Regions from separate parts of the Triticum aestivum genome. Here region 2 is linked to region 1. The links are chromatin contacts, called in public Hi-C maps. All regions are on one chromosome and are shown on one strand. Each heading gives the region's core, a stretch centred on a gene start, on an enhancer-like site or on the middle of the called end of the contact. The rest is flanking DNA. Distances are from core to core; before and after follow the strand shown. Region 1 has its middle 110 kb from the start of LOC123098068. Region 2 holds the start of LOC123098070 (histone H4).

Region 1 (3,964 bases), core at 568-3,067:
TGGTGTCACAGGGAGGAGGGCCCACAATCAGGCTCCGAAATGTAGCCATAACGGTCAAACTCGTTAACAAATCTCGATGTCGTGACTGATGTGATTGCTTGGTTCTCGAATGATCGACTAGTGAATACCGGTGCCTTTCTATCCACCCTTAGGTCAATCAGGCTGTTGTGGATGGAAACATTGACATCGGACATGTCTGTCGAACAAAGTATTCATGGATTTGAAGTACCTTAGACTGCTACCTCATCCAATAACATAATGAAACTGAACCACTCCTTAGAAAGTTGGTTACACCGCAACCACGGTTCGTTCACAGAGCTAACTCAGCTAGCTAGTAGGAGTACGTATAACCGGCAAGACAATCATGATCCAATCACGATGCGCATTGATTTTTCTGGGTGAGAGTCGCTGTCCTGTCAATCATGGACCAACCTTAGCGGCAGCGCGGCAGCAGCCTGTGCGTGCGCAGTTAATTTTGGCTCACGGAGCAAACAATGAAGGCAAAAAATTCAGCACCCTGTCCCTCGTCGCTGTTCAATCAGCACCAGTCCAGCCGTGCAGATGAATGACCCTCGAATCCAAACCGCACGGTCTACAGTTTGTTCCATCGAAAGAGGGAGGACAGAATGCAGAGTAGCTGCCGACGAGCCGGCCGTCGAGCCAGGAGTTGCATCCTCCGGTTAACACCGCGCGCTGAGAAGGTACAGAGCTCCAGTCGCCTGATTGGAGGGAGATGCGTCTCTCACTGTCCCTCAACAACCGCTCATCAGTGTCACTGTCAGATTGTCTTGCAAAGCTGATTATTTACGGGCTGTGGTATGGATGGAGTAAATTATTTTGGTGCTAACCAAGTCTTTAAGAAAAGCTTTGATCAGTTGGAACAAGTCCATCAACTGACTGGCATGACTGAGCTGATGTGAGGCATTATTAGTTGGCGAGTGGCAATCTCCAAAGGGTTGGGTTTGTGGAGGTTTGAGCCATTCGTTGGGCATGTAGGGCAAGCGGGCTTTATCGTTAAAGTAGGTTTATCTGGGCGCTTTGTTTTCAGTCTGACGGCGATCCATTCACCAACCGATGATTTCCCATCCTGCCGTTGCCGTTCAAGAACAACGATAATGTGTTCAAAAGCCTGTCTGATTTGTTCGGTTGGTCGAGTAAAATCAAGTTGAGGAAGTTGGTCGAGCCGGTTCTCATGGTGGATGGGATCACCTAGAGCGAACGACTGCAAGCCTGGCGCCCGGGGCGTGTTGGCGCACGCGCGCCGTTGATGAGACGCGTCCGCCTGCAACCGGCCACGCCTGTCCGCGGTAAATTGCCGAAAGAGACAGCGTCGCGTACGGAGGACGGAGAAATTCGAGAGGAAGCGGAGGCTCGACCGATCCAACCAAATCGTGGATCACCGACGCCAACGCCCGGGGGAGAACCGACATGGTACCGCGTACAGGGTGGCCCGACGCACGCACGGGGATTGTAAAACCAGCCCATCCCTGCTCGTTCCTGTTCCCGCCACTTGCCGGGCGGAAAGCTGGAGTAGCACCGCGTAGCGTGCGCGTTACTATTTCTTCAGACAGAGTGCCAATCCAGTTCACAACTGAACGGCTGAAAGGCATGCTAGAACCAGAAAGTCGCAAGCAGATGAGATGGCAGCGACGATGAAGTGGCGGCTGTGCTGGCTATCGCGACCCCTAGCTAGCACCATGACGACGAGGGAGGGATGTTTCAGCTCGCAACGAGAGCGTCAATTATTCCACGTCCTCCGCGAGGTCGTATATACTAGTACGTACACCACACGGCACCATCCGATACCAGTCAGTCGGTCACCGGCCGCGGCGTCGCCACCCGGCCAGATGTAGCGGGCACCGCGCAACGAACAAGAGGCGGCAGGCTGCTGTCAGGACGATGATTGCCCCGCGTTCACATCGCTGTCGCACGCTCGATCGGGGCGCCTCACATCGGACTTTGACGTCCGGCCGTAACTCGCCAGCACACTGTTGCACTCGTACCTGTGCCTGCACCTGCACGTACGAACGGCCTGCATTGTCGGCACGTGAGCAAGACCTATAGGCGGGATTTAGGGATCACAAATGCTGATGGCCAGATCATCGCAGCCCGAGTAGTCCCTTGCAAAATCTGAAGCGAACGTAATAAGAATCCTGTCTTGGGTGCAGTTACCAGGGACGCGTTTGGGCCAAGGTCCAAACTGAACTGAACTTACACGGTTTTGCTCGGTGCTGGAACCACTGAATAAAAATCACGTTTCGACTTGCCGGACATCCTAATCAGGAGTTGGGTGCTGTATTTGACCGGAAGATGAGCTGCCCAACTCAACTGACCAAACAACCCACTGAAAGAGCAGCCCAAGGGCACAGCTCGCTCTGTTTACACAGCGAAACACGATCTTCTTTTGCTAGGTCCTTCGAGGATAGATAGAGTGCTTATTATGCTTATTAAACATGAAAAATCGCAGGAAAACGATAGCATATTCTTGTACAATTATATTGGCGTATTCTTGAAACCATTGAAACGATGAGCTGGACTGGACGCCCAAGTCCTCCTGCCTGCCACTCGTCCAGCCCTGCATGCATGCATGCATGCATGCGCCAATGTTTCTTCCATCTGGCGGATCAGATGGGCCTTGCCCTGAAAGAAAGGCTGGACGTGGCGGAAACACGCGTCCGGGGAGTTGCAGAAATTTATGGACGACGCTCCTGTTTTTCGGTGGTTCCCTTCGTCCGCACGCACGCACGAGAGAGGAGGCCGAACGGGGCCCCGTCCAACTCCCCTCGATCCATCTCCTTCAATCAAATAAACTACTCGTAAACTATATCCCCGACCCCGCTCGTTCGGCGTACGAACAGTTTGTGTGCGATCGACAGCTTGGTGAAAATCAGGTCTCTCAGCATGCACTGCCGCACCCCGCTGCGTGCTTCCATCCATCACGCACAGTATACGCATCTTGCGCTTCTGCTACTAGTAGTTGTTGTACTGTCTGAAGTATGCCGTACATTCCGTAATATACCACTGTTTGGCTAGTACAATGACCCGCTAGGATATGGCTAGGTGTCGATCGAGAGAACACGGCTGCAGAGTACGCGCCATGCCATGGCAGTTGAGCACCCCTTAGGTGACAGCAACCATGTCCGAACATCTGTATCTGCGGCCAGTGCCTTAAAATGTTTTCGTGTCTGAATCGAACATAAGCACCTCGCAAAAAAAAATGAAAATTCGAACACAAGTCATTAGGCATGAGTGCCTCCATTTCCTCAACCAGAGCTGCTGATCGAGCCATTCATGCCATGCCTGACCTTGATATCATATTCTTGGTTGGAATGCAGCAGTTAGATGATATCCCCCGTTAGCTGCGGTAGCTGCGGTTCCAGGAGCAAGCAAATCGTTAGAACTAGAAAAGGCGCAAGCAAATCGAGCCAAATCGGCCGCACGATGATTGAGATGATCCTCCTGCCCGTCTTTCCTGACCTGCAAATTAGATAACTACTGAACGCTGCCACCGGCGTGGTCTTTCCGATCACAGGATCACATGATCACAGTCACAACACGCGTGCATGGAGCCGGCAAACCGACGAAAATTTGGCTAGCATAAATTGTTGCGCTACCAGCTTGCCGAGTGAGGCCGACTCCACCGCGCGACCCTATCCTGTCTGCCCCCGTCCGTTTGGGGTAAAAGGGACAAACGAGACGGCCCAGCGTGCGGGCGCAAACGGACTTTTGTCCACTTTGTGTCCGTTTTTTACCCATCCCGGGCCCAAGTTTGCGTCGATTTTGGGGTGAAACGAACAGCGCGCGGACGGGCGGGACGCGCGCGCTTGTCCTCCCCTAGCCTGCCTGTCGGTGGGAGAAACCACCCCCACCCCCCACGCCCATTTGGCGCCATTTCCCCCAAACCCTCCCACGTCCCTCCCGCCGCCCCCTCTCTCCCCCGTCCATGGCCGACGCCCCGCTGAGT
Region 2 (3,964 bases), core at 906-3,405, 380 kb after region 1:
GGAAATTCAAGACTTACAAAACACTTATAACACACTTTTTCTTGTTTAAATCGGTGGCAGGAGGTAGAGATAGCGGCTGCAGCAGAAAAGCTTGCAGAGTGCCAGGAGACCATGTTGATTCTTGGTCGTCAACTGCAAGCTATGCGTCCTCCAGCAGAGTCAATGGGTGCCTCGCCAACCCGGCAACGAATGGAGGACTTCTTGCAAGACGCGGCAGGAACAACCGAAGGAGGCGAGTATGCCCAGAAACCATCAGGCCAGCATGATACAGATCAGGAAATGCTGGAGTCAGGGAATGTATCTCCCCTCAACGGATACAAGACCCACATGACCCCTTCTGATGTGGACGGAAGCCCTTCCCTTTCAACAAACAGTTCCAAGCGCCCAAAGCATAGGTCGCGATCCTCATCTTCTTCCTCGTTTCCTAACCAGTTGCCCGAGAAACAAAGCCGGGGCTTTAGTCGGTTCTTCGCCAAGGGCAAAGAGTGAACATTAGCTGGATTGCAAGATTCTGTGATGTTGGCTTGTTGATTCTTCGGCGAATGGATCGATAACGGATGAATGCGGGTCATGGGTTTCTATAGAGCTACTCGGCGAATCTGCTTGTGTATTATTTTGAGGTGACGCCTCCGGTGGTTCAGTTAATACTTGCCTTGCAGTCGAGCGGTTATGACCAGGTTGTGTGTGTGTGAGAGTGTGTTAGCTGTCGTTATCTTCTGCTAGAGTTTTTTCTGGGTTGCTGTTTGTCTGAAACCTCACTAAAACCTCACTGTACATGTGCTTACCTGCATGAAGAAGAGAGCTGCTGTTTGTTTGTGTTCCATTCTCTTGTGAAGTAGTCTGTGTATGTCGTTGGTGCCAAAACTGGCTTCATGTACAGCTAAGTTAACCTGCATCAATTTGAAGGTTATCATTGTGTTCATATCTGTTTATCAGTGTCAAAATCTGAAGAAAGATTTTTGTTGTCCATTTTGTGTCTTCTATGTTACTCATACTACATCCTTACTGCTGGAAGACTGCTTAGACCTTGCACAATGCAAGGTACTCCGTCTGTAAACAAATATAAGAGCGTTTAGATAATTAAAGTAGTGATTTAAACGCTTTTATATTTATTTACAGAGGGAGTACTTAGGAGAGAGGTGCTTGAAGAAATAAATCAGGTTTTCTTAAGCATCAGTGCTTATTTGTACAGGATACATGCTTAATTAGGCATTTACTCTAAAAATAGGCACCTGTGTTTTAGAAAGATCCGATTCATTTTTCTGAGCACCTAGTATTGTACAAAGTCCTATAGCAATTCAAAAACAGCAAAACCAAGCGCCTAGTTTTCTTTCTCAACAATCCAGAAAACACAACAAACGCAAAGTCTTGCCAGTTTACAATCCTAGGTGACAAGGCAAAAAGCACCGCCGATATTTACTTGTGCGAACATGTTGAAGCGTCATCACCAATTTGGCAGTTTCAGACTTTCAGCCGGAACGTGCATAATTTGCAGTTGTCTAGAACAACACCACTGGCATGCCACTGCAGCTGCAATAACCAGAGCAAAGCAATTATCCAAAGAAGAAATAAGCCGCAAAAGAGAAGCGCACGCATATCTGACATTGGATTAAAAGGGGCACAATCACGGCATTCTTGCAAATAAGACACCAGGATTTACTTCACTGCAACAGGGCACGGTTACATCAGGAACACAACATTCGACACCAAACTACCACCACCACACCACCAGCAAACAAGCCGCTACGAGGAACGGAAAGCCTAGCCGCCGAAGCCGTAGAGGGTGCGGCCCTGGCGCTTGAGCGCGTAGACCACGTCCATGGCGGTGACGGTCTTGCGGCGCGCATGCTCCGTGTAGGTGACGGCGTCGCGGATGACGTTCTCGAGGAAGATCTTGAGCACGCCGCGGGTCTCCTCGTAGATGAGCCCCGAGATGCGCTTCACGCCGCCCCGACGCGCCAGCCGCCGGATCGCCGGCTTCGTGATGCCCTGGATGTTGTCGCGCAGCACCTTCCTGTGCCGCTTCGCTCCGCCCTTGCCGAGCCCCTTGCCGCCCTTGCCGCGCCCAGACATCTCCGCTGCTCTCTCTCTCTCTCTCTTTCCCGGGGACGAAGATGGATTTGGGGATTTTGTTTTCTGTTGCTTGGTATTGGCTGGTTTGGGATATATAGAGCTGGAGGAGGGCGCGGGAGGCATTGGATCGGGGAGCGATCCGCGTGAGGGGCGAGCGCGATGGCCTTGGCCGTTGGATCGAGGCGGGGCTGGTTCCTATTGGTCGAGCGGTAGGCGCGCGGATCAAGGCTGCCCGGGCCAAATGGAAATCAGGAAGAAGGGCTGAGAGCATCTCCAGCCGTTGAGCCCGCCAGAAGGCAATTTTTTCACCGCTTGGAGGGCTGCCGGCGGATTTTTTTGGCTTGGGGGTGAAAAAGTTTCCAGCCGTGTCCACCCCCAAGCCGTGCCCAGGCCGCGCCCGCTCCAGGCCACGGCCGGCCCGGCCTCGCCGCCGAGCTTGAGCAGAGCCGCAGAGCGCGAGCGCGAGCCGGCGGAGCAGAGGAGCCACAGCTTCACCGGCGCCGTCTCCGTCCTCCCCTCCATCTCCGACGCCGTCTTCGTTGTGCGCTGCGCGGAGGGAGACAAGCCGCTGCGCCGTACCATCCTCGACCGGGGCTTCCGCCGCCTGCTGGACCGCCTCGTCGGCCTCGCTCCAAGCCGCCGTCCAGGATGTCCTCCACATCCTCCCGGGTGTGCCGCGGCAGGGCCGCCATCTTGTCCAGCGTGTTCTTCAGCTCCAGGCTGATGTGGATCTCCAGCTCTCAAGGAGCTTCTGCTCCGCGTCGAATCCCAGGTCGGAGAGGATCTTGGGCACACGCCGTCCACGCCGGGCGGCAAGCTCCAGGTGAACCCCTGCAGGAGCCGCGCGAACAACATGACAGTGAAGAGGGTGCCCAGCGCGATCCCGGGGCAGCCCGCCGCCCGGTGCTGAAGGACACGAACCGCAGCTCCGGCTCACTGAGCGCCATGGTGGCGTCGTCGCCGGCCAGGTGCCGCTCCGGCCGGAACCCGAGAGGGCTGGCCCACACCCGGAAGGAAAAGGAGAGGAGAGAGGAGAAAGAACAGAGAAAAAGGAGAGGAGACGGGAGAGAGAGGGGCTGGCAAGTGGGGCAGCGCCTGCAAAAAGCATATGCCGGCGTCCCCAGCTGCCCCTGGCGGGCTGGGTGCGGGGTGGGCGTGCCGGCGCTAATTTTTGCAAAATCCGGCGCAAAACGACGTTTTGGGGGCCTGACTGGGACGTTTTTTACCCGCCGGTGCTAAAAAAAAGTGCTTGGGGCGTCCCGGGGCCCTAGTGAAGATGCTCTGAGCGGGAATTTCTGTGCATTCTCGGGGGAGATGGAAATTTTGGGCCAATCCTATGCCGCCGCGGGCGGCATACACAGTCGTCGCTTCGCTGAAGCCAGCCTCCAGACGGGCCGGCCTTTTCGGCTGTCTTTTTTTTTCCAGCTCTTTCATTTTTCAAAAACAAAAATATGTATAGTTTTCTGTTTCGTTTCTTCTTATTTTTTCCTATTTTTTAGATGTTGAGCTTTCTTCCTTTTTACTTTTTTAATACTTTTTATATAGGTTCTGCAATATACGCTGAACTTTTTCTCAATATACGGTGAACATTTTCCAAAAACACACTAAACTTTTTTAGTATATGTTGTACATTTTAAAATACACACTTGACAATTTTCTATAATATATGATGACTATTTTTGTTAGATACATTGAACATTTTTAATATATGATGGACTTTTCAAATTATACGATGAATATTTTATAAATACACACTAAATACATTTTTATATATGGTAAACTTTTTTATATAACACATACTGAAAAAGTTTCTAAAATATGTTTTCTATTTTTCAATAGTTCTTAAAAATATCCAACTCCTAAAAAACAAAAAAACAACAACTACTACAAA

The links. A called contact is a pair of places that touch in the nucleus more often than the background predicts.
Region 2: a contact with region 1 is called in a Hi-C map of leaf, with 4 times the contacts expected there. The contact joins the promoter of LOC123098070 here to the enhancer-like site in region 1. A contact is called at or near these places in 3 of 5 Hi-C or Micro-C datasets (all in leaf) and 1 of 1 datasets of contacts at active chromatin or transcription factors (leaf).

Annotation. Positions count from the first base shown.
Region 1 is chr4D:383,860,939-383,864,902 of IWGSC CS RefSeq v2.1, forward strand. No RefSeq gene overlaps it. Among protein-coding and RNA genes, the nearest start is that of LOC123098068, 110 kb to the left of the region's middle. Within about 2 kb of position 1,818, at least 3 of the 8 cell types and tissues checked have an H3K27ac peak or open chromatin away from gene starts, as enhancers often do. A contact at or near this core is called in leaf, where this site is marked.
Region 2 is chr4D:384,238,932-384,242,895 of IWGSC CS RefSeq v2.1, forward strand. LOC123098070 (histone H4) reads right to left here and starts at 2,156. Exons shown (of 1, transcript XM_044519946.1): 1 at 1,633-2,156. The coding sequence starts at 2,073. The coding sequence ends at 1,762. It overlaps LOC123098069 (filament-like plant protein 4), which reads left to right. Exons shown (of 6, transcript XM_044519945.1): 6 at 61-823. The coding sequence ends at 489.